Linked DNA regions of Mus musculus: region 2 is linked to region 1. The links are chromatin contacts, called in public ChIA-PET maps. All regions are on one chromosome and are shown on one strand. Each heading gives the region's core, a stretch centred on a gene start, on an enhancer-like site or on the middle of the called end of the contact. The rest is flanking DNA. Distances are from core to core; before and after follow the strand shown. Region 1 overlaps Ell2 (elongation factor for RNA polymerase II 2). Region 2 overlaps Gm41005 (a long non-coding RNA gene).

Evidence for each region. ChIA-PET counts read pairs in DNA pulled down with a chosen protein or histone mark.
Region 2: an RNA polymerase II ChIA-PET map of memory CD8 T cells shows a contact between it and region 1, with 6 read pairs. The contact joins two enhancer-like sites. A contact is called at or near these places in 2 of 39 promoter capture datasets (the C10 cell line and pre-B cells), 3 of 115 datasets of contacts at active chromatin or transcription factors (effector CD8 T cells, embryonic stem cells and memory CD8 T cells) and 1 of 9 other capture datasets (adipose tissue).

The regions. Positions count from the first base shown.
Region 1 is chr13:75,736,895-75,743,854 of GRCm38.p6, reverse strand. The region is part of intron 2 of Ell2 (elongation factor for RNA polymerase II 2); the gene reads right to left. Among named protein-coding and RNA genes, the nearest start is that of Ell2, 33 kb to the right of the region's middle. Within about 2 kb of position 4,689, at least 80 of the 459 cell types and tissues checked have an H3K27ac peak or open chromatin away from gene starts, as enhancers often do. A contact at or near this core is called in adipose tissue and memory CD8 T cells, where this site is marked.
Region 2 is chr13:75,821,598-75,828,320 of GRCm38.p6, reverse strand. The region is part of intron 1 of Gm41005 (a long non-coding RNA gene); the gene reads left to right. Among named protein-coding and RNA genes, the nearest start is that of Glrx, 15 kb to the left of the region's middle. Within about 2 kb of position 2,775, at least 122 of the 459 cell types and tissues checked have an H3K27ac peak or open chromatin away from gene starts, as enhancers often do. A contact at or near this core is called in adipose tissue and memory CD8 T cells, where this site is marked.

The sequences.
Region 1 (6,960 bases), core at 3,440-5,939:
AGAACTGCCTAGTCAAAGGGCAATGCAGAAACTTTGGTTTAAAAACTGGTAAGTTGTAGTCTTAAAACAGAATTCAGATTTCACTGATTTCTATAGAAAAGAAAATTGTCTTTAAAAAAAATAAAGTATCTATTTCAAACAAAAAGAGTCACTTTACTTTGTACCCTCATTTCAATCTTAGAACTTCTGATGAGAAAACTAGAAAGCAGAAAAGATAAGCAAGACCTTATGAGCCACAGAATGTATATTATGGCTTACTCACATTTATTTCCTTTTCTTTCTGATTGGAAGTGACAAAACTTAATGCATTCAGCTACAATTTTCAAATAGATCATGAGTCCTTAAAGACTCTAATCCCTGACTAGATGAAAAGATTAAAATACTTAAAATTAAAATTGAGAAGTTCTTCTCTTACCAAGGGATTGTAAGATTGCGCCTAAACTCGGACTCAGATCTGATTTCCCATGGTAGTTGGCCCAGTCCTCAGGGCTGATCCTAAGTCCATGCAAACAGTACATGCCCTCCCCACACCCTGCTGCTTCTTGTGTGCCACCAATTAGAAGGCTGGTTCTTAAGAAAATGAAAAGAAGGCACTCTTTCAGTAAACCATGGGACAAAACTCCTATATGTCACAGCAGAACTGTGTATATCTCCAGTTCTACTGAAACTCTTATCTCAAGCACTTGGTATCGGCCCTGAACTAAAGAAGGACTCAGAGCCCTCCCAAATGTGGCCTTCGCTGGGTCCTCCTAGTTTAGTTGTGATGTCCTTTGTCACCCACCTGCTCTGTCATATATAACCTGCTTTTTCCAGTGTCAATTTTCCTGCTTATGGGCTACAGTAGCTTATGGACTACAGCGCTAACAGACCTGCCAGCCACAGAGCTAAGTGCTATTTGTAGCCATCGCATGCTTGAGGGCATACTTAGATACTCAGACATAATAAACTGCATCTAATTTGTACCTTGAGAATAAAATGATATTTACAAAGTATTAAATTTTGTGTGATTTCAGTTTCTTATTTAGTATGAAGGATATAGAAATGTATCACCATATCCATATAATTGGAAAAGTAGTTATTAATTTTCATTCCAAAACCAAGAAACTAAACAACAAAGGCTTAGGTCTACAGTCCACAACCTTCCTCTCCCAGTGCAGTCTGTTTTCGATAAAAAGCTACAAAGAAAAGGTTTCAGGAAACTTTCAGACATTTATAATTAACATGGGCGCTGTATGCCACTGTGTCTTAAGTCAAAGCTTCTAATTATTCAGATACAGGCTCAGGCATGTGGCAATAAAGTACTGTCTGAAAGGTCATTTCATCATCAGTCACAGGCCGGCTATCTTAAGGATCTAGGGCAGAAGTACAAGCATACACTGCTGAAACTCATGCACACTGGTATCTGCTTAAAAGTGTTTGGTACCTGAGCCCCATATAGGATCAAAGCATATGCTAGATTAAAAAGAAATCTAGTAAGGCTTTATTTATTTAAATGTTTTGCTTTGTGGCGATCACAAAAGACTTAAATGGCAGTGCGGTAATTATAAGCATTAATACCTAACTTTTTCTCCTACAGTGACTGAAAGGCTTTATCAGACATTTATGAGCCAGCAGTAACGAAGTTTGATATGGACGTTCTTGGGGTTGTTCAGTTGAACCACAGGACCAGGGGAGCCCAGATCATTTTTCAAATTCTTCGTTTTATAAATTAGAGACAAAGAGGCCCAGTAAGCTGTCCAAGGTTATATTCATGCTTAAAATTGCTACCCTATACTCTCAGACCACTTTCTCTGCTCCATGGCTGTCTGAAACACTCATTACCTTGTAATACTAACATATTATGTTTATGGTATTTCTTCCCCCTCTAGAATATAAGCTGTGCAAAGACAGACGCCTTTGTGCGCTTGTGAATGTACTGCCAGTATCTTGAATGGTGCAGAGCACAAAGTAGTCACTCGATATGTATTCGCTGAGTGAGTAAAAATGTTGATTAATGTCTCAGGCAGAACTAGAACTGGTGTCTGCTTTCTTTCCAACAGTATTTCCAAAGTATGCTGAAAAGTTTTATTTAAAATGGGGATTCTACCATCAAGTAAGTTTGGGAAATGCCAGGTTAAACAAAACGACTCTCTTGGCTGTAGATCTTTTGAACCAAAAAGTCATTTTCCAATTCGTATGACCTAAAATAAAAGTCTTTCTTTCTCTTCGACCTCTGCAGAAGCTCAGCAAGCCAGCATGTCTCTCAGTATCATCTGTCTGGTCTTCTTACCACTCAGCTCTGCAGTGTGCAGTGTGCAGTGTGCAGACTGTGCACTAAGCTTAGGTCTAGGAGAAACTTGCTGTAAGCATCTAAGCATTAGAATTCTCTGCTGCTTTCAAACTCTTCCCAGACTTCTGATGATTCTGATTTCCTAAGAATCTAGGAAATGGTTTAGGAATGCATGCACTATACATATTCCACAGTTCTGGGGGAGGATAACCCAGAATCAGAATAGAGAATAGAAACTTCAACCTGAAAGCCACAACCAAACGAGAGCTACTTCTTACGGCTCTAGGTCCAACAGGATAGGTTTTGGGGAGGAAAAGAAAATGGCCTCAGAACAAACCAGATGTACAAACCAACGCTGGGGTCAGAAGTATGAAGTAGATATCCTTTAATGGCAATAGAAAAAAATTAAATATAGAAACACAAGGGAAATCTAAGGGCAGAGGCTAAGAGTTTCTAATACATGCTAAAAACCTCTGGAGGTTCATGACAGATACTTTTGTCGATGAGAGTGGTATAAAATGTCAAGTGCAACCGGCATAAAGAAAAATATTGGAAGTTACCCAAAAAAGTCATGTCATGTAGCAACTAACATAAATAATGCAGGATAATATAAATTCACCTGTTTCTTTGATTTCTCCCATAACAAGATGTATGCTAAAGAAGAGAAAAGAAAAGAGACTAGCTTTCTCTCTTAGTCTCCACTATCTCACTTAGACCCAGAATACTTTGGAAGTACTTCAGGGTTAAAATGTGTAGCAGTGCAAAAATGAGTTATGCCTTTGCTACTGTTGCTGTTTTGGTGGGGTAGAGACTGACTAGAAAAAATGACTTCCTAGCTTGATATGCTCACCCTTATACTGAGTTCTTTTCAACTTGTCACCACTCTAGAGGAAACACTGATTATAATATTTACAACTGGTATTATTTGGAAAACTACAGCTTTATCCATTTATTCCACAAATATTTAGTGAGTGCTACTATGCTGAGTACTGCTTGGATTTTGATGGTATACTGCTAAATAAAACTGAGTGAGATCTTTCTAGGAGTCTGATGGTAGAGGCAAAGAGCAGGAGACAGAGAATTGGGAATTGATGTATTTTGTGACAACAGGAAGTAGGACTCATAGACATATTAAATGTGAGGAATGTGAGAAAGAATGATGACATGGCATTCTGTCTGAGAGGAAGAAAACTGCCTGAATGTGTACAGACATATGAATCCCCTGCCAGCTCCCTCTTGTCCTTGCTTCCAGCTGTCTTTCATCCTGGAAGTGACACTGAGTCCCTTAATATAACTGAACCCACTAACAAGCTGGGCATGAATTTTAAATACAATTGACCACTGTTGGTTTCACAAGCTAAAAAAGGGCTTCAAAGTGAGTTCTGTTATGACTCACTTTGCAGCTTGATGTCTAAACTCACTTCGAAGACGCCAGGTGGCTGGGAGTAAGCTGGTTAGTAGCTGGCTATTTCCAGGAAAGGAAAGAGGACGGGCTGGGCAGTTGTAAGGGAAAGATGCAAATAATAGATAATTAGAGATATACAGGGAAAGCTATGTGGCTTTAAGGAGTATGAGAAAATAAAATTTATATTTAAAAAATAAATGTAAAATTGAGCCAAAAGCTGAAAGCAGCTTTGGAAGTAAAAGTGAGAGAGCCATAGGAAAAAAAATCTATGTAATATGTTCAAAATGCAGTCATGGCTAGACTACACATATGGAGTCCTGGGGAGCAAAAAGTAAAACCTCCCAGTGAGTTCAGCAATTCTCGTCATTCTTATTTTAGAAAGCATTTAAAAAATCTGAATACATTACATAGAATGGATGCTGACATAGAAAAGAACTAAACTGTCTTCACATCCCTGAGTCATCTCCCAGAACACTACAGTATCCTCTGAGGCCCCTGCTGTCCTGAAGACTTAGTGTCCACCCCTCTCCTTCTCAAACCACCCTTGATGTCCCAGCTCGAACCCATCACATGTTTGTCTTCTACTCCCCAATTATTTCTTAAATATGCATTCTCATCTATCTCCCCTGCTTTGTTTAAGATCCCCTCATGCCTTTGACAATGTCTTTTGTCTTTCAGCTTTTTTTTGATCCCTTCTCAGTCATATCCGTAAATCATTCAGCTCTTATCCCCAAATCACTCAGGTTTTAAGTCAAATATCCTCCAATGCCAGTCTGAACGCATCAGTCCCATACACCATTGATGGTTTTTTGGTTTTTTATTTTTAATCTAGCTATCCATGAGAGGGAATTGAAGTGCATTTATAGGCATCCAGTTATAGGCATCCAGAGTTCTCTGCTACTACAGCAACTGAACTGGGCCTCACTCGCCATAGTGCCCTTCATCTCAAGAGGCAGCACCGTGCCATCAGAAAACACTGGGCTGAGTCTCTACTTCTTGTTTATCTTGTGGTAACATTTCTTTCATTTATGACTCAGCTCAGGACCTTTACTCTGTGAGGAAGCCCAGCCGTCTCTAGTGAGGTGGGCTTAGTTGCTCCTCTTCTGGGTCCTCACAATCCCCATAGCCTTTACTGCTTCTTTACTAAGTTCCCTGGGTTCTGATTTATGTCTTTCTCCCCCACCAGACTGAGTTGTTGAAAATCAAGGGCTGTGGTCTCATTCATTTTTGTTTATGTTTGGGACATTGAACATGCCTCATAAATATTTGCAGATTTACACAAACAAACAATCAATCAAACATGCCAGTGATTAAAAACAAAACAAAACAAATGAAGTTGAAATAGGCCACGTAAGTAAGGCTCTTTGGGAAAGTAGGACTCGGCAGAGCAAACACCGACTGGAGGGCGTGAATGTCAGGAAGAGGAAACGTCTGATCTCTTCTAGGTTATATTTAGCCTGAAAACATAGGCAAAGTGGCTTCTTGGGTTTGTGGTACTTAAGATTTACATTATACACGTCTCTCTCTCTCTCTCTCTCTCTCTCTCTCTCTCTCTCTCTCTCTCTCTCTCTCTCCATACATATATTTCTTCACTAAAATGCAGAACTCTTGTCCTCAAGTTCCATTTGAAAACACATCCCAACCTCTTAAAAAACACAACTTAGAAGACCCAGGGAGATAGCTAAAGGGCTGGGAAGGACACACTAAAAGAACTCAGGGAGACATTATCCTGGTCAATTATAAAGCAGAAATTTGTCTTAAAAAAAAGTTTGTCTTTCTGAAACAAAGCTCAAATCTTAGTTCTACAAGGAAAAAAAATGTTATGTATGAACAGTTAAGTTCCAAATCCCTGTGAGTTTTCTCTCCTCCTGCTCGTCTGCGGTCCTGAGGAAAGCCACACCATGCCTGGAGGAACGGCAGGCAAAAGCTGGCAGACCTAGGTTTGTGCCTGGCAGTCATAAGCAGTGGTGTAAATCTAGTGAAGAGACAGACCTGACGGGACGGGTAGGAGCTGCCCTGAAGATCAACAGAACGGCTGGCCTAGGCCCGAGATTTTGCAAAATGCATGGCTTCAGCCCAGTTCAATCAACATCACCATGAAAACTTGCATGCTCACTAATATAAACAACTGTTTGGAAGGTTATTTCCAAAGTGAAATGGAAGAGTGACCAGCTCTTAATTCTGGATTCCACTATCAATTAATCTCAATACATTTTTCTTTTTAAAGCTATTTAGATTTTTTTTTAAAAAATAAATCTTTAGTTAGCCTGGTGCATGTTGTGGCATATACCTCTGATTCCAACATTGTCGCTGGTCCTGTAATAGAGTCTATTGGTTGTCTATATTTTCCCATCCCTTTCTCTCCTCTCCCTGACTTAATTTCTGGAAACAGCTCGACCAGTTGGCCTTAAAAAATTTTTTTAAACAAATGTAAAAAAATAATGTTGACCAGTTATTTAATTATAATTATTATTATTATTGGGTATTTAATTTATTTACATTTCAAATGCTATCCCCCTTCCCAATTTCCCCTCCACAAGCCCCCTATTCCCTCCTCCCTGTTTCTATGAGGGTGCTCTCCCATACACCCACTCCTGCCTCAGCACACTTGCGTTCCCCTATGCTGGGGCATTGAGCCTCCACAGGACCAAAGGGCTCCCCTCTCAGTGATGCCAGATAAGGCAAATCCTCTGCTACATATCCAGCTGGAGTCATGAGAATCCCCTTTTTGGTTGATGGTTTTAGTCCCTGAGAGATTTGGGGCGTCTGGTTGGTTGATATTGTTTTTCTTTCTATGAGGTTGCAAACCCCTTCAGCTCCTACATTCCTTGCCCTAACTTCTCCACTGGAGTCCCCGTGCCCAGTCCAATGTTTGGCTGTGTTGATCTGGCTCTGGCAAAGCCTCTTGGTGGGCAGCTATACCGAGCTCTTGTCAGTAAGCACTTCTTGGCATCAGCAATAATGTCTCAGTTTGTTGTCAACAGATGGGATGGGTCCCTAGGTGGGGCAGTCTCTGGATGTCCTTTCCTTCTGTTTCTGCTCCACTCTTTGTCCCTGCATTCCCTTTTGACAGGAGGAATTCTGGATTAATATTTTTGAGGTGGGTGGGTGGCCCCATCTCTCAACTGGGGGCCATGCCTATCCACTGGACCTGGTCTCTACAAGTTCTCTCTCCCCTTTGTTGGTTATTTTGGCTAATGTTCTCCCAGTTGGGGCCTGGGAACCTCTTGGGTCCCTGGCATCTGGGACTTTCTAGTGGCTACCCATGGTTCCCCCTCTTTAATAG
Region 2 (6,723 bases), core at 1,526-4,025, 86 kb before region 1:
GCCTGGAAGGCGCTCTCCCAAGCAGGTGAAGCCACTGGACAACTAACAAAGATCGTCCAGAGACCTCAGGAGTCATTCTCAGATTTTGTGGCCAGAATGACAGAGGCAGCAGAGCGTATTTTTAGAGATTCGGAGCAAGCCGCACCTCTGGTAGAATAGCTTATTTATGAGCAAGCCACGCAGGAATGCAGAGCGGCCATAGCCCCAAGAAAGAACAAAGGTTTACAAAACTGGCTTAGGGTTTGTCGGGAGCTTGGGAGACCTCGCATTATGCATTACTTCCATTCAGTATGAGAAATTTACTAGGGCAGCTAATTTGTCAAAAAGTCTTTCTCAGTATATGTTACAGAATTGGACGGCTGAATTTGAACAGACCCTTCGGGAATTGAGACTTCAGGTCAACTCCACGCGCTTGGACCTGTCCCTGACCAAAGGATTACCCAATTGGATCTCCTCAACATTTCCCTTCTTTAAAAAATGGGTGGGATTGATATTATTTGGAGATACACTTTGCTGTGGATTAGTGTTGCTTCTTTGATTGGTCTGTAAGCTTAAGGCCCAAACTAGGAGAGACAAGGTGGTTATTGCCCAGGCGCTTGCAGCTCTAGAACATGGTGCTTCCCCTGATATATCTATGCTTAAGCAATAGGTCGCTGGCCATTCAGCTCTTGCACCCCACGAGGCTAGTCTCATTGCACGGGATAGAGTGAGTGCGCTTCAGCAGCCCGAGAGAGTTGCACGGCTAAGCACTGCAATAGAAGGGCTCTGCGGCATATATGAGCCTATTCTAGGGAGACATGTCATCTTTCATGAAGGTTCAGTGTCCTAGTTCCCTTCCCCCAGGAAAAACGACACGGGAGCAGGTCAGGGTTGCTCTGGGTAAAAGCCTGTGAGCCTAAGAGCTAATCCTGTACATGGCTCCTTTACCTGCACACTGGGGATTTGACCTCTATCTCCACTCTCATTAATATGGGTGGCCTATTGCTCTTATTAAAAGAAAAGGGGGAATTGTGGGGAGCGGGTGTGGCGGCAGTCCCAAAGGTGCCAGGGACTGCAGCTAAGTCATATGACTTGCACCTGACTTCCTCATATAAGACACAAACATCTTGAGAGCTGCACAGGTGTACCAGGATACAGGTGAATCCAATTTGGTGGAGATTTGCCCCTGCTGCCCTGATTAGCTGAAGCTGCGTGCCTGGTGAAGTGGTGTGGCCTGCTGTGCGTGGATGGGAACTGAGAGTATATAAGAGTGAGAGGCCCGGGTTAGAGGGAGGATTATTATTCGAGAGAGGATTGTTATTATTGGGAGATATAAACAAGGGAGATATATAGAGAAAGAAGAAATAGGACTGAATAAACGTGTGCAGAAGGATCCTGCTGTGGCGTCGTTCTTGCTGGCGAGTTGGGGGCGCGCTCGAGACCTCAGAGGCAGAATGTGGAGAGTAACAGAGAACTCTCCAACACTCTCCACATGTACACCTCCACAAGTATGTGTGCCTACAAGCACAGAATGTGTAACTCTGACAGCTTATGTTAGGGAATGTGGAAGACATATATGTTATGACATCTATATCTATATCCACACAATATATAAAACCGATGGGCTTTATTTATTTATTTATTTTTGAAGAAAGTCTTGAAATCCGAAACCTAATCTGTCACTCCAGTAGACAGATGGAGTAGGACGTTTCCTCGTTCATCCTCTATCTTTGAATGTTTTCCATTTGCACACGTCACTTCATGATTGTTTGTTTTGTTTTTTATTGAAGGCAGTGATTGAGGAGGTGGAGAATTGAAAACCAGTTCAAATTAGTATTTTGTTTGTTTTGTTTTTGAGCTAGTGTCTTGTCAATGCATTCCTGCCTGGCCTGGAACTCACTAGGTAGGCAGGCCTTGAATTAAAAAAGATCTGCCTGCCTCTGCCTTGCCTTTTCTGAGATTAATGATGCACACCACCACCTCCAGCCAGATTAACTTTTAGGAAACTTGACAAAGCAGAGTTAAAAACAGAGCAATAGTTTAAAGGGATAGTGGGACACAAAAGGATGGAGGAAGAGGATATTTGTCACGAGGGAACTTTCATATGTGGTTTAGCTCTGCTCTGCTCTGCTCTGCTCTGCAGAGCTCTGCTCTGCTCTGCTCTCTGCTCTGCTCTGCTCTCTGCTCTGCTCTCTGCTCTGCTCTCTGCTCTGTTCGGCAATCAGTTGTAGAGAAGGTGACTGGTGGAGACTGGTAAAGAACATTGAAATGTCTGCTTCTGCCTCTTGCCAAGTAATGGCTCAAAGAGAAAAATTCTTGAAGGTTGGAGAGTACCTACAAGGAGGGGAACTACATATGGCTTTCTAGTGTGTGTTTCAACTGCAGCTTGACCTCATATCTGCCCTAGGCCTTCTGACCAGCCGGAACTACTGGAGGACAGGGATGGGGACAAAGTGGCAGTGTTAATCTTACCAAGAGGAGCAGCCATACCTCTTGAGGGTGGTCCTAGGTAAGGAGGAGTTTAGCAGGGCTAAAAATAGGCAAGACAAGAGGCCACAATGCAAGCTCTAGGGCACAAGGTAACCTAGACTTTTATGCATGTCCAAAACACCTACTGTGGGATCCAGCCTATCGAGGAAGTCAAAGGAGCCAGGGAGAGGTGGTAAAAGCAAAACAAGGAGACATTAAAGTAAAAATGAAAATAGAAAACTGCTTCATGAGCAAGGATTCAAAAGCAAGAACAGAAAGCAGTGGGCATGGCAGGAAACCAGTACCACAGGAAGCCTGCTAGGTGCTTGCCTGTATGACTAAGTAGGTGTAGCAATATGGGAAGGCCTGAAAAAATAAGGCAGAAACTGTACAAAGCAGCATTAAAGCTCAAACTGGTAGGGTGGCCTATAATCTCAGATACCTGGAGAGTGGGAGAGTCAAGGCCTGTGTGGATTATAGAATGAGTTAAAGACCATCATGGGCAATTTACTGAGATGCTGTTAAAACTAGGGCTGGAAAGTACTTAGTGATGTGGGCAACCTCCAGTTCAGGCCCTAGAAGTGAGAGGAAGGAAAAGGCAGAGACAAATGCCTTTCTTTGGGACTACTGGCAACAAGTAGTACCTCAAACTAAATGAGACCCATCACACCAGGAGGCCAGCAATCTTAGAAGGAAGCAACTGAGTTGCCAACACATCAGACATTCCTTTGTGTTTGTTAACAGCCTATGTGCAATCCCAGAAGTCATAGCTGCGATTGTGAAAATAAATTCTTGAAATATGAGATGCTGAAAGGAAATGAATCATTTAGGGGCAGTCTTTAATTAGAGGGGACAGCTTGTCTTATCCAGAAACAACAACAGGACACATGTGTACATCATAGACCTGAAATAACCAACGAGCTTAAGGTAAAATGTAAGAGAAATGGACCCCAGAAAAAAGAAAATCCAAGATACCTATAGCCACCAAGCAAGGGCCTCATATGTTTTAGGATGTGGCCACTGATCAATGACGAAACAGCAGCTGCTGCAAGCCTTTCCTAGCAGGAAGCAACAGTCACTGCAAGCCCTTCCTAGTCCTGAGGGCTTCCACTGCGCTTACTGTCGCACCATTGCCCCATGTCATAACTTACTTATTTCATTTCTTTTTCATAGAACACAAGGTTTGTGAGTTGGAATATAGCTCAGTGGTAGAGTATTTGCCTGGCAAGGGCAAAGCCCTGGTTTGGGTCCCAGTACCACTATCACCAATAAACCACCTCTACCATGAAAGCAAAGCAAAACAAACCCCCAAACCCAGCAAGAACAACAACAAAAAACCCTCAAGCCAAAAAAGAAAAGGACAAAGAACTTAGTATAAAGTTCAGTTAAAAGACTCTTGTACAAATAGATGAGAAATTTATGTGTGACAAAAATGGTTTGATGGGCTTCTAGTCAAAACATTTTTGCTCATGAAAGTTTAAGCCACTGTCCTTCATTGAACTTTTGGGGTGTTGTAAGTGGGACACCCCTCCCCTCCCAGGTGAGGATGAGTGAGCACAGAAGCTCAGAGACTCCAGTGGGGACAGGAATGGGGCTGTGAAACCACTCATGGCACAGAGGAAATGTAAAGCTGTCTGTCCTGGCTGCACAGAAGACCCTCCTAGACAGTTTGTACCACCAGCTGCCTTCTCTCTACCGGGGTCCCTTCACATTTACACTGTCACCAAAGACTCTTCTTTCTGAGAGGAAGAGCCACTCAAAGGCATAATTTTTGTCCTGGTAGCAAGGCACAAGGGCCTTAGTTCTCAGGTTTATGGCCAAATAGTGGGACACTTACCTGTGACCCACAGGTACTGTTTGATGGAGATAGCTGCTCTCTACAGCTTGAAATGTAGCAACCTAAGCATGGTAAACCCAGCTAAAAACTGCACTGGACTCTGGGAGAATCTTTGCTTGGACAAACTGTCGTCAGCCTCTAGGACCTTCTGCTGTGCCTGACTCTGCATTTCCTTCTGCTTCATCTGTAGTAGAGCATCCTGCTAAGGTAGGTTAGCAAGACTCTATGTCCAATCACTGTGTCACTCCCCCAAGTGATGTCTGTCCACCTGGCCTGGCTTCAGCAGGGATCCTGTTCAGTTAATTTAGCCCAAATTCTTCTTTTTCCTGATGTTCCCACTTAGTAATTGTCTCTTCTGTTCCTTGCTTATGAGTCTCAACTGCCCTTTCTGATTTGGAGTTGAGCCCAGTCTCTCCCCTGCTTCAATATCCACCTTTGCAGTGGTTTAGATACTGATCATTATGTTCCCGAGGAAACCTTCCCAACTGTGTTTCATCAAGCACCATTCAACTTGTCTTTTTTCTTTAACATTTTCTTTGCGAGAATCACCATGTATGAGAACTTTCTGTTATAGGAAGCACAGAGCTTTAGTAACTCATAAGCTTGGTGTTTCTCACTGTGCGGAAGGCTTCCTCTTCCATGTACAGATATGACTCAGCTTCTTAGTTCCCTCTTCTCGTCTTGGTGGGGAATTGGAGGAGTGTGGACCTTTTGTGCTTTGGAATGGACCAGCAGCTAGATTCATGTGGGATAGTGAAAGACCCACAACGTGAGGACTCTCCCACGTTCTGACTCAGGAGAGGCGACACCCCAAAATCACCAACGAGAAAACGGTCTTGTTGCAAATTGCAAGAGGATTTTTATTCAAGAGCGCTCTCGGGCCCACGGTCATACACCACGCAGGGGTAGAGGACTGTGGCGCCCCGAGTAGCTGGGTAAGGGGGTATTTAAAGGAAGAAACCGAAACTCAAGGAAGTGGGGAGGGCTTTGTTGGAAGATACCAAAGATACCAGTTAAGAGTCACAAGGAAGTGTAAAGTTACAAGAGTCACAAGGAATACCTGGTAATTGTTAACTCTCAAGACAGCTTCTAAGAGCCCCTAACAATAGCACATTTGCATTGCAGGTTCTGGTAATGGCCAGGGTGACTTTCTTTGAATGAGCACTCTTTGAACCCAGGAAGCGGGTGGGTAGAGGAATGTCGCTATCTCTTTTATGATTAGCATACCTTTACAAAGGCCACATTCCCAAGCCTGGGCCTAAAGGCCTAGAATTCTGTTTTTACGTTGTTATACTTTCAATAGGAACTGGATCCTCTCTCCCTCCTCCTTCCCCTCCTCTTCTCCCTCCTCCTCTTGTCTCTCTTCTTCTTGGGAACTCCTTCAGGAAAGCTTCAGGGAAGCTGAATCTTGTTCTTTGATGTTCTTGGGTGAGTGGCATCTCCTTCCTCTCCTTCCTCTTCTTTCCTTTTAAAGCACCTAGCTCATTGTTTGGAAATACACACAAAAACCTGCTGCTAGGGGCTGGTGAGATGGCTCAGTGGGTAAGAGCACCTGACTGCTCTTCCGAAGGTCCAGAGTTCAAATCCCAGCAACCACATGGTGGCTCACAACCATCTGTAACGAGATCTGGCGCCCTCTTCTGGAGTGTCTGAAGACAGCTACAGTGTACTTACATATAATTAATAAATAAATCTTTAAAAAAAAAAACAAAACCTGCTGCTTCCCATTCCCCACTATACTTGGTTCTTCCTTTTTAATGAAGCCTGGACTAATTTCTTATATGTCTCTATGCAGTATGTGCTTTATGCAGCACAATAGCTGGGCAACTGCCTACCCTCCATGCTGCTAGAATCTATCTTCCTATCTATAACCCAAGTTATTACTTAATATGTCTCATCTGGGCTGCTCTTAGCTGCAACTGGCGAGCCCACATGGCCATGTTTTTATGGCTCAGCTAACCCATGGTGGCTCTCCTTTCTCCTCTCCTGCACATTCTCCTTCTGGCAGCCTCCTTCTCTCCTTTCCTTGTTGCCTCAAGCCAGAGGAAACCTAAAACCCACCTATCTCTCTTCTCCCAGAATTAACCCATCAGAATTAACTTGGGGGCAGGGTCCCAAGGGGCTACTTGCAGACTCCAGGTTTTGGGAGAGCACACTTAGCATTACAATAGGCAGTAAAAGACAAAACCTCAACATAGGTCCATCAAATCTGTCTGTTGGAGGAAGAATGTCTTTGCATTTTTCTTTAGCAGTGTCATGTCAGCTTCTGTTTTTTTCTTTGCTTTGCTCACTTTAACCATTTATCTTGAATAGATATAGTCCTGATGCATCCAAGGCAATTGTATTTCATTTAACAAACATACCATAGCATAACAAATATACCATAGCATAGATCCTGTTTCCAGTCGTAGGAGGTTTTGGTTTTCACCCTAGCAGCA